2 separate regions of the Mus musculus genome follow, and region 2 is linked to region 1. A link is a contact called in public HiChIP or PLAC-seq data. All regions are on one chromosome and are shown on one strand. Each heading gives the region's core, a stretch centred on a gene start, on an enhancer-like site or on the middle of the called end of the contact. The rest is flanking DNA. Distances are from core to core; before and after follow the strand shown.

What was found. HiChIP or PLAC-seq counts read pairs in DNA pulled down with a chosen protein or histone mark.
Region 2: an H3K4me3 HiChIP or PLAC-seq map of stem cell-derived neural progenitor cells shows a contact between it and region 1, with 12 read pairs. The contact joins the promoter of Ap2b1 here to the enhancer-like site in region 1. A contact is called at or near these places in 12 of 39 promoter capture datasets (the 3T3-L1 cell line, 3T3-L1-derived adipocytes, the HPC-7 cell line and 7 more), 1 of 484 Hi-C or Micro-C datasets (CD4 T cells), 4 of 115 datasets of contacts at active chromatin or transcription factors (bone marrow-derived macrophages, embryonic stem cells, epiblast stem cells and 1 more) and 2 of 9 other capture datasets (adipose tissue and liver).

The regions. Positions count from the first base shown.
Region 1 is chr11:82,854,331-82,858,387 of GRCm38.p6, reverse strand. All of the region lies in intron 1 of Rffl (ring finger and FYVE like domain containing protein), which reads left to right. Among named protein-coding and RNA genes, the nearest start is that of Rffl, 15 kb to the left of the region's middle. Within about 2 kb of position 2,162, at least 56 of the 459 cell types and tissues checked have an H3K27ac peak or open chromatin away from gene starts, as enhancers often do. A contact at or near this core is called in liver, neural stem cells, stem cell-derived neural progenitor cells and 1 more, where this site is marked.
Region 2 is chr11:83,301,214-83,305,270 of GRCm38.p6, reverse strand. Ap2b1 (adaptor-related protein complex 2, beta 1 subunit) reads right to left here and starts at 2,574. Exons shown (of 22, transcript NM_001035854.2): 1 at 2,434-2,574.

The sequences.
Region 1 (4,057 bases), core at 913-3,412:
GTCAAAGTGCTATGAAAATGTCCAAGTGTATGTACGTGGTTCTCTGTCTCCCTTGATGGATCAAAGCGCACTTTGAGTAGCGTTGTTCTAGGTGGCTCTGAGGACATCTCAGGAATTCAGAGATGCAGGTCTTCCATCCTTTCTCTCTAGTGCCACCTGTAACTGTAGCAACGGAGACTCTGGGTCCTCCCCAGGAGAGGTGGTTGTCTACCACCTGGGGACTCCTAGGTCAGAACCATGACTGTAATACAGTGCGATGACATTGCCTCCGATGTATTTAAGAATAAGTTGCAGAGCTGCAGCAGGAGGCATATTCAGCTCCTGTGGCTAAATAGCACCAACTTCGAGGCCCTCACGGAACTCACCTCTGACAAAGATACTGAAAGAGAACAGGCCGGGCGGTGGTGGCGCATGCCTTTAATCCCAGCACTCGGAAGGCAGCCTGATCTACAAAGTGAGTTCCAGGATAGCCAGAGCTACATAGAGGAGAAACCCTGTCTCGAAAAACCACACAAAAAAAAAAAAAAAAAAAGAGAGAGAGAGAGAGAGAGAGAGAGAGAACAGAAAATGAAATTTTGGGATGTGTACTTTGAGGCGCTTCGCCTGTGCTTGCTTTCCAGCCCAGAGTAAGAAGCGTGAAGAAGCGTTAGTCATTTGCACGGCTGTAATGTCGAAATTGGTGTCTGTTTGGGGCAGGGTAGAATTCTTTTCATGTGTGCCTTTCATTCTGGTTTGATTGTTTAGTCGCTTGAAATTCCAAACTTGAAAGATTGTTGGAGCATTCTTTGGGTAGTTAAACAACAACGAAGCTGTTTGGATGTTTGCAGGGAACACAGCTTCCTGTGTCTGGACTCTGCACCGGAGATGGTTTCAATTGTTCAGAAGCAAAGCTGATTACAAAATGCATTGTCTAGGCTCGACACAGCTGTCCAGACTTCTGGCCTTGCTATGGCCTTTGTACAAACGTTGTTCAACACTTTTGGAGAGAGTTTGTGATTCTTTTGTTTGTTTGTTTGTTTGTTTGCTTGCTTGCTTGCTCGGTTTTTCCAGACAAGGTTTCTCTGCGTAGCCCTGGCTGTCTTGGAACTCACCCTCTAGCCCAAGCTGGCCTTGAACTCAGAGATCTGCCTGCCTCTGCCTCCTGAGTGCTGGAGTTAATGGTGCGCGTCACCACCGCTCATATTGAGTTTGTTTCTAAGAATGCGCATGGTTCTTGCCTGAATAGATGAGGAAGCTAGAAGGGGAGAAAGGCATGACTGGAGCCCAGGTAATTCACAGCAAGTGGTTTCCTCACAGCGTCTCCAGAACACATCCTCCCCAGCCAACTAAGGATCCGCTCTTGACCTTGGTTTGAGCCTTTCTTTCCTGTTAATGACTGGTTGGTAGGATAGCCTACTGCTGTCAGGCTGTGAGCTGTCTTACAGTGGGGCTTGGCTAGTGTGACTTAAATTAGGAGAGATGGGGTGCCCATGAGTAAGAGTACAGATGGCTTTGAAATTGGCTCTGCCAGCCCTGTGAAGTCTGGGATTGTGACTTTGAATTGTGACTTTGAACATTTCCTTTGTGACGGATGTAGTAAGTCTGTCTCTACAAACAGCCTCCTTCCTGTTGGACTCTTAGGCTGGCCACAGGAGCTTGGGGAGCTGGGTGTGTTCAGTGGGATTGATTTTTCTCATCTCGTTGCGTATGGTGATCTTTTTCTGAATGAAACTGTATTCATTCTAAAGCAGTTGTTAGGAGAAGGTTTATTCCAACCTAAAAATACAAGAGAACTTTGGGTAAGACTGATCAAAACAGAAAAACCAACCAACCAAAAAAACAAAACAAAGCCAAAACAAACAAACAAACCAAAAACCCCAAACCGGTGTTTCTCTTGCTGTGTGGGACATGTCTCTTTGTGCTGTCTTTTCCTTGAATGAAAAGCGCCAACACAGTGGACCAAATAGGCGTTTGGAGGTAGAGCGCTTTACTTCCCTGGTACATGCCAGGCACTGGGCTCCTTCCTGCACCACAGAAACTAAACAGAACAAAACTGAACCACTCAGTGTGTGCCAGGAATTTTACCATATTAACCCATTCAGTCTCCCACCCCCACCCCTAGCCCAGCCAACCAGCAAGATGGCAGGTGCTGGTATTGCCTGTGTTCCACAGATGTGAAAACACACAAAAAAACTGGCCTGAGGCCACCAGCATTGAAACGGAACCAGCTGAGTGTAGCGGCCGAGTCCCCAGCGCCAGGCCGCCGTCACCACACACCCTTTCAGCTCATCGAAAGCGCACACTTTTCAGATGGGTCTTTATAGACAGATTCCATTCATAGAATGTGGGCCTAAAACTTCTTTAAACGTGGGCCTCCTCCTGTGGAATGCTACTTTAAAATGATGTATTTGTTCTCTATCTTCCCAGTTTGCTTTTGTTAGTACTAAAGAATTGTTTTATCATTTATTCTTAATCCAAAAAATTTAAATGTATAAACCAGGCACCCTTAAAAGCATACTTGGCTCACTATCTAAAGCTTTGGTTTCGGGGAGATTGCATCGATGGGGACTTTCTGGTCATTTTTCTTTTCTTGTTCTGAATACATCGTCCTGTTCATGAGTAGCCTTCCTCACAAGTCCTTACATGAGCCATGCAGTCCGCACGCTGGGAGTGATGTTGCTGAGAGAGAAGCCATGCTGGTCTGCCCTGCTGAGACATACTGTTCACATAGAAAGTAGAACATGGCCCAAAGGGAGAGTGTCCCAGGACATAGAAATGCCAGCTTTATCTTTTATCTCCACAGCCACAGCCACCCACAGTCAAGTACTCATAGTGTGCCCAGCCAGTCTCACAGAAGAAGTGAACCTGTTTGCAGCAACTGATTGCCCTGCCCTACGGCTCTAGGTAGCTGGTCTGCTAACCACACCCAGTACAGTGGGCTTGTCTGACTGCTCTGGTCCACACAAGGTTTTCAGGGCGGGCAATCTGCCTGTTGAGCTGAAACGGCATGGGGAATTCACACTCTGTGGGTACTTCTGCCATTGTTCTTAGCTATAGGGCGAAGCAGAAGACTGCCTGGGAGGGAGAGCACACAGGTCAGGTCTGAGTGTATCTCATCTGAGCCGGCTGTCATTCCTTGCCTCACATCTTTTTTTTTTCCCTACCTTGCATAACATTGCCTGCAAAATAGTCTGAAATAAGCTGTGCTAGACAGAAACTTTTTTTAAAAAGATTTATTTATTTTGTGTATGTGAGCACATTGTAGCTGTACAGATAGTTGTGAGCCTTCATGTGGTTGTTGGGAATTGAATTTTAGGACCTCTGCTCTCTCCAGTTGGCCCCACTCGCTTCACTTGCTCAGTCCCTGCTCACTTCGGCCCAAAGATTTATTTATTATTATACATAAATACACTGTAGCTGTCTTCTGACACACCAGAAGAGAGTGTCAGATCTCATTACGGGTGGTTGTGAGCCACCATGGGGTTGCTGGGATTTGAATTTGGGACCTTCGGGAAAAGCAAGTCAGTGCTCTTCCCCACTGAGCCATCTCTCCAGCCCCCGAGACAGAAAGGTTTTACCATTCCTAGTTCTCCATAGTCAGTGGACAGTTCAGTAATTGTACTTAATTTTTATTTATTATTTTTGTTTTTTGGGGGAGTTGTTTTGTTTTGTTTTGATGCAGGGTTTCTCTAGTGTAGCCTGGCTGTCCTAGAACTGCCTCAACTCGCAGAGCTCTTCCTGCCTCAGCCTCCTGAGTGCTGAGATTAAAGGTATGCGTTACTACACCCAGCCTTTACTGATTATTTTTTTTTAACTTTTATTCTTTTAAAAAGGGATATTTATTTATTTAATCTTGTCTCTATGAATGCTTTGCTTGTGCACACATTTGTATGTGTCCCCAGAAGTCAGGAGTGTCAGGTCCCCTGGAGCACTGGATCTGGTTGTGAGGTGCCCTGTAGTGCTGGGAATCTAGCCCAGCCCCTTGGAGGGCAGTGTGTGCTCTTAAACACATTCTTACTTTGAGATAATTACAGCTTCACAAAACATTGCAAAACCAGCATCCGTGAACTGGCTCAGG
Region 2 (4,057 bases), core at 1,325-3,824, 450 kb before region 1:
GGTAATGACAGAACTTTAATGTCCCCGTGACTTTCAACTCACAATGACATATAACTATTTTTTAATCCAAGCCCCCCACACTTGCCGGATAGACACTGATGCCTATAGTAGAAGACACACACACATAAGACACACACACACAAGCCACAAGAGAACGGGAAAAACACAATTTCAACTTGCCTAGTGCTTCAAAACTCAATCTTACTGGGGCAAATTTTTGTTTTTCAGGAAATCCCTAGAAATAAACAAGCCACAATGGAATTTGAACGTACACAATCTTATACGACATGAAACCTGAAAGGTCACTGACTGACTTATCGTGTGGCCTGGGGACATTGTTAAAGGACAGAGCAGCCACAGGGCAAGGCAAGGATCCTTGGACTTGTCCTAGTCCACAGCATTGCTCCACTGCCTTTCCCAGGCCTCCCTGTACAAGGTTATATATCTAGATTAACATAACCTAGTTTCTGATAAATATAGGTTGTCGAAGTCCTTTCTCTCCTTCCAGCCTTCCCTTCCTCCAATTCCCCAAAAGAGCAGCTCAGCAGTGAAACAAGATTAATAGGCTGGGTAGAATACAGTCAGAAAAAAAAAATTATAAGGTCTTAATTTCAAATGGTTCTCTGGAAAATGGCAGCCAGCGTTAGCACTAGCAAGACCACTGTGCCCTCCTTTGCACATGAAGTCAATACTAGCCAGAGTTCAGTAAATTCTAAAGCAGAAAGTCATTCCAGTCACCTCTGCTTACAAGGATGAGTGGTATAAAGACCATTGCTGGCCAGATGTTCATAACATAAGGACAGCAGCAGCCTCAGATTAATTTAGCTTGTCAGAAATAAAACGTTAAAAGCTAAATCCACCTCTGGCTTCTATTTAAATAACTACAAGTTAATTTATTAATATAGGATTATACGGAAAGAAAGAAGCCCAACAGTCTTACACCCAACTGTTATGAAATGCCAGGACATTTTGGAAAACTTAAGCCCAGGAGGAAAGAAGAAAAATGGGGATGCTATCCTCCTTCTGAATGCCCCTTGTCTAACATGGTTCAAATGTGTGCCTTGAGACGAAAGCAAAATCTTTTCCAGAAGAAAAGGATGCGAGGGACCTCTCTGATCTTAATTCATCAGGATATTTACTCTGTTTTAATTTACCACACAACTTGACTGAGCTGTTTGCAGCGCACACTCCCCTCTCTTTCTCAGGGAGTCTACCCTGCAAGGCACCTACTCAGTTCTCAGTTTACATGCCCGCCCGCCTCACTTAGTCATCACTGGAATGTGTTACCGATGGCTGCACCTACTTCACCTGCCGCTTTCTATTATTACCTTGTAAGTGCACCCTAAGGCTAAGCAGTGAACTGCACAGGAGAGCAGTTAATAATTTAAATTGTTCCTCTCTAAGAGACCACCTTCCTTCTTAGTCACTAGCCTTACTGAGCTTACAGTGTGTTCTTTGTCTTTTAAACCACAAAGGTTGCAAAAAAAAAAAAAAAGTTTGGCCACTAAAATAAAAGAAAAAAAAATCTCCCTTCTAAAAGTAAAAAAATTCAGCGAAGCATCCATGACACATTCACACTGCTTCATAACTAAATTGCTTGAGTTTAATAAGAGCCTTCTCCTAAAAAGAGGGCTGCTCAAAAAGCTAATACATCCTGTGAATTCAAAGAATAAAGAAATAGCAGGAAATTCCAGGGTTTTGTTTTGTTTTTTTTTTTTCACTTCTAGTAGAATTTACAGCCTTGCCCAAACTAGACTGCTCCTGATAACCCCAGGGAATATAGGGAGGGGGGAAAAAAAAAAGAAAAACAAAATTCCATGCTAAGATTTATTTTCCCCTCTTACACAGAGGGTGGGGGTGGCCTCAATTATGCAGGTTTCTCCTTCCTTCCTCGAAGTACAGTTAGTCCCCATTCTCTTTATCCACTTCCCCAGGTCAAGAAATCTGTCCAATTTTCACTAGGTAAGGAGAGATGCCTCTTAACCCCAAATACGTGCGACAAGAGAGGTTTCAGTGACCAAACGGTCGCGGGAATCCCTTCTCCCTAGTCGTGGAGACACGTCGGAGCTTCTTTCTCAATGAACAGATGTCAAACGGGAGAGCTGGGTGGTTCTCCCTCGGCCTCCAGCGGCCACACCCCTGGCCTGAGCCTTCCCCAAGCCGGTCTTCGGAACCTTGCTTCGCTCCGAAGCCCCCAACTCCCGCTGCTACACCGGAGCGCAGCCCCAGGCCACCACGGTCACTACGATGGAGGCACTTTCTCCCAGCTTTTCCCTCACAACGGTCACACCCGAGGACTCCTTCCACCCTCAACCGTCACGCTCCTCGGCTCTCCTTTCCTCCTGAGCCTATGACCCGGCTTGGGGCTCCCCTCCCTCACAAGCACCGCGAGTCAGTCAGGGCACACCCCAAAGCCAGCCGCCTTGAACTCACCGGAGGCAAGGGCGGGGTGGCGGCGGCGGCGGCGGCAGTCGGAGAGCACAGCCGGGGTGGTGGTGTAATGGTTTCCTGCCCGTCACGATTCTCTCTAGATCTAAGCCACTGCGCAAAACCCAATTTGCCAGGGACAAAGATGGTGAGCCGGAAGCTTTGGCGTAAGAGAATCTCGCCGCCTGACGTCATCTGGGTGCGCGGGAGAACCAAACGGCCAGGTCGTGTCTGTCGCCTCAGCAACGGAAAGGTTTCCCTGTCTCAGGGATAGGGCAGTTGCCTATACACTCAGGAGACCCGCAGTTGCTTTCCCACCGGATATCTTCAATAAGTGGGTATTTTCGGGATTTATTCCCGTGAACAAGATTTTTGTGAAACCTGTGTGAGATATCCTATTTGCTCAAACACAAACCTCAGCTAATTTGCTTGTAAGGTTAAGAAGCCCATAGAGGTGATAGAAACCAGGACTACAGACGGACGGATGAACTAGGAGACGGCGACTCAAAGATGGCTAAGAAGCATTCAGATCTGAGTTTGAATCCCTACATTGAACAAGACTGGAGAAACTTATTAGCGCCCCCTTCCTGCCCCGCCCTTAGGCTTGAGTGGTATAAGGTACCTAAAACAGGTTGTGGATACAGGTTTCATTAGGAAACTATAAACTGGTACAGGCGTTTAGTTACCATGTCCAGCTTCAAAAGAAAAGAAAGACCAACGTCGGGCTGTGTAACTCAGACAAGCCTAAAACTAAGCCCTCTTGCTTCTTTCTGCCTCTAGAGCACTTTGAACTTCTCTATCTATATACCTAGACTCCAAGGCTTAGTGGTGCTTCTAACCAGGCACCCCTCACTCTACTATTGAACAATCTTTTTTTTTTCATTTTGTTTTTTAATGTGCATTGGTGTTTTGCCTGCATGTATGTATGTGAGAGAGTGTTCCCCTGGAACTGGAATTTCAGACAGCTGTGAGCTGCTATGCGGGAGCTGGTAACAAAATCCAGGTCCTTTGAAAGAGCAGCTAGTGATCTTAACCACTGAACCATCTCTCCAGCCGCCAGATTTGAAACTTAAAAAACTCATGGTAGGACTGGAGAGATGACTCAGTGTTTAAGAGCACTGGCTGCTCTTCCAGAGGTCTTGAGTTCAATTCCCAGGCAATCCCATGATGGGTCACAACCATCTGTAATGGGATCTGATGCCCTCTTCTGGTGTCTGAAGGCAGCTACAGTGTACTTGTGTACATTAAAAAAAAAAAATAAATCTTTATATATTAAAAACAAAAAACTCAAGGCAACTGGGTGTGGTGGCACAAGCCTTTAACCTCAGCAATCAAGAGGCAGAGGTAAGTTGATCTTTGTGAGTTCAAGGCCAGCCTGGTCTACAATGTGAATTCCTGGACAGCCCGGGCTACACAGAAAACTGTCTTTGAAAAACAAAACAGATGACTTAACCCAATTACATTTATTTACTGAGCATCTATTAAATAATTTCCTATGTAACTTACATTTAATATATACTTAAGATCTCCAAACCTGATGGTCAGGCTTAGCCTTTAATGCCTTCTAATAGAAAGGTTAATCATGTGCCTTCTATTAGACTACACATTTGAGACTGGGGTTTTTAATGCA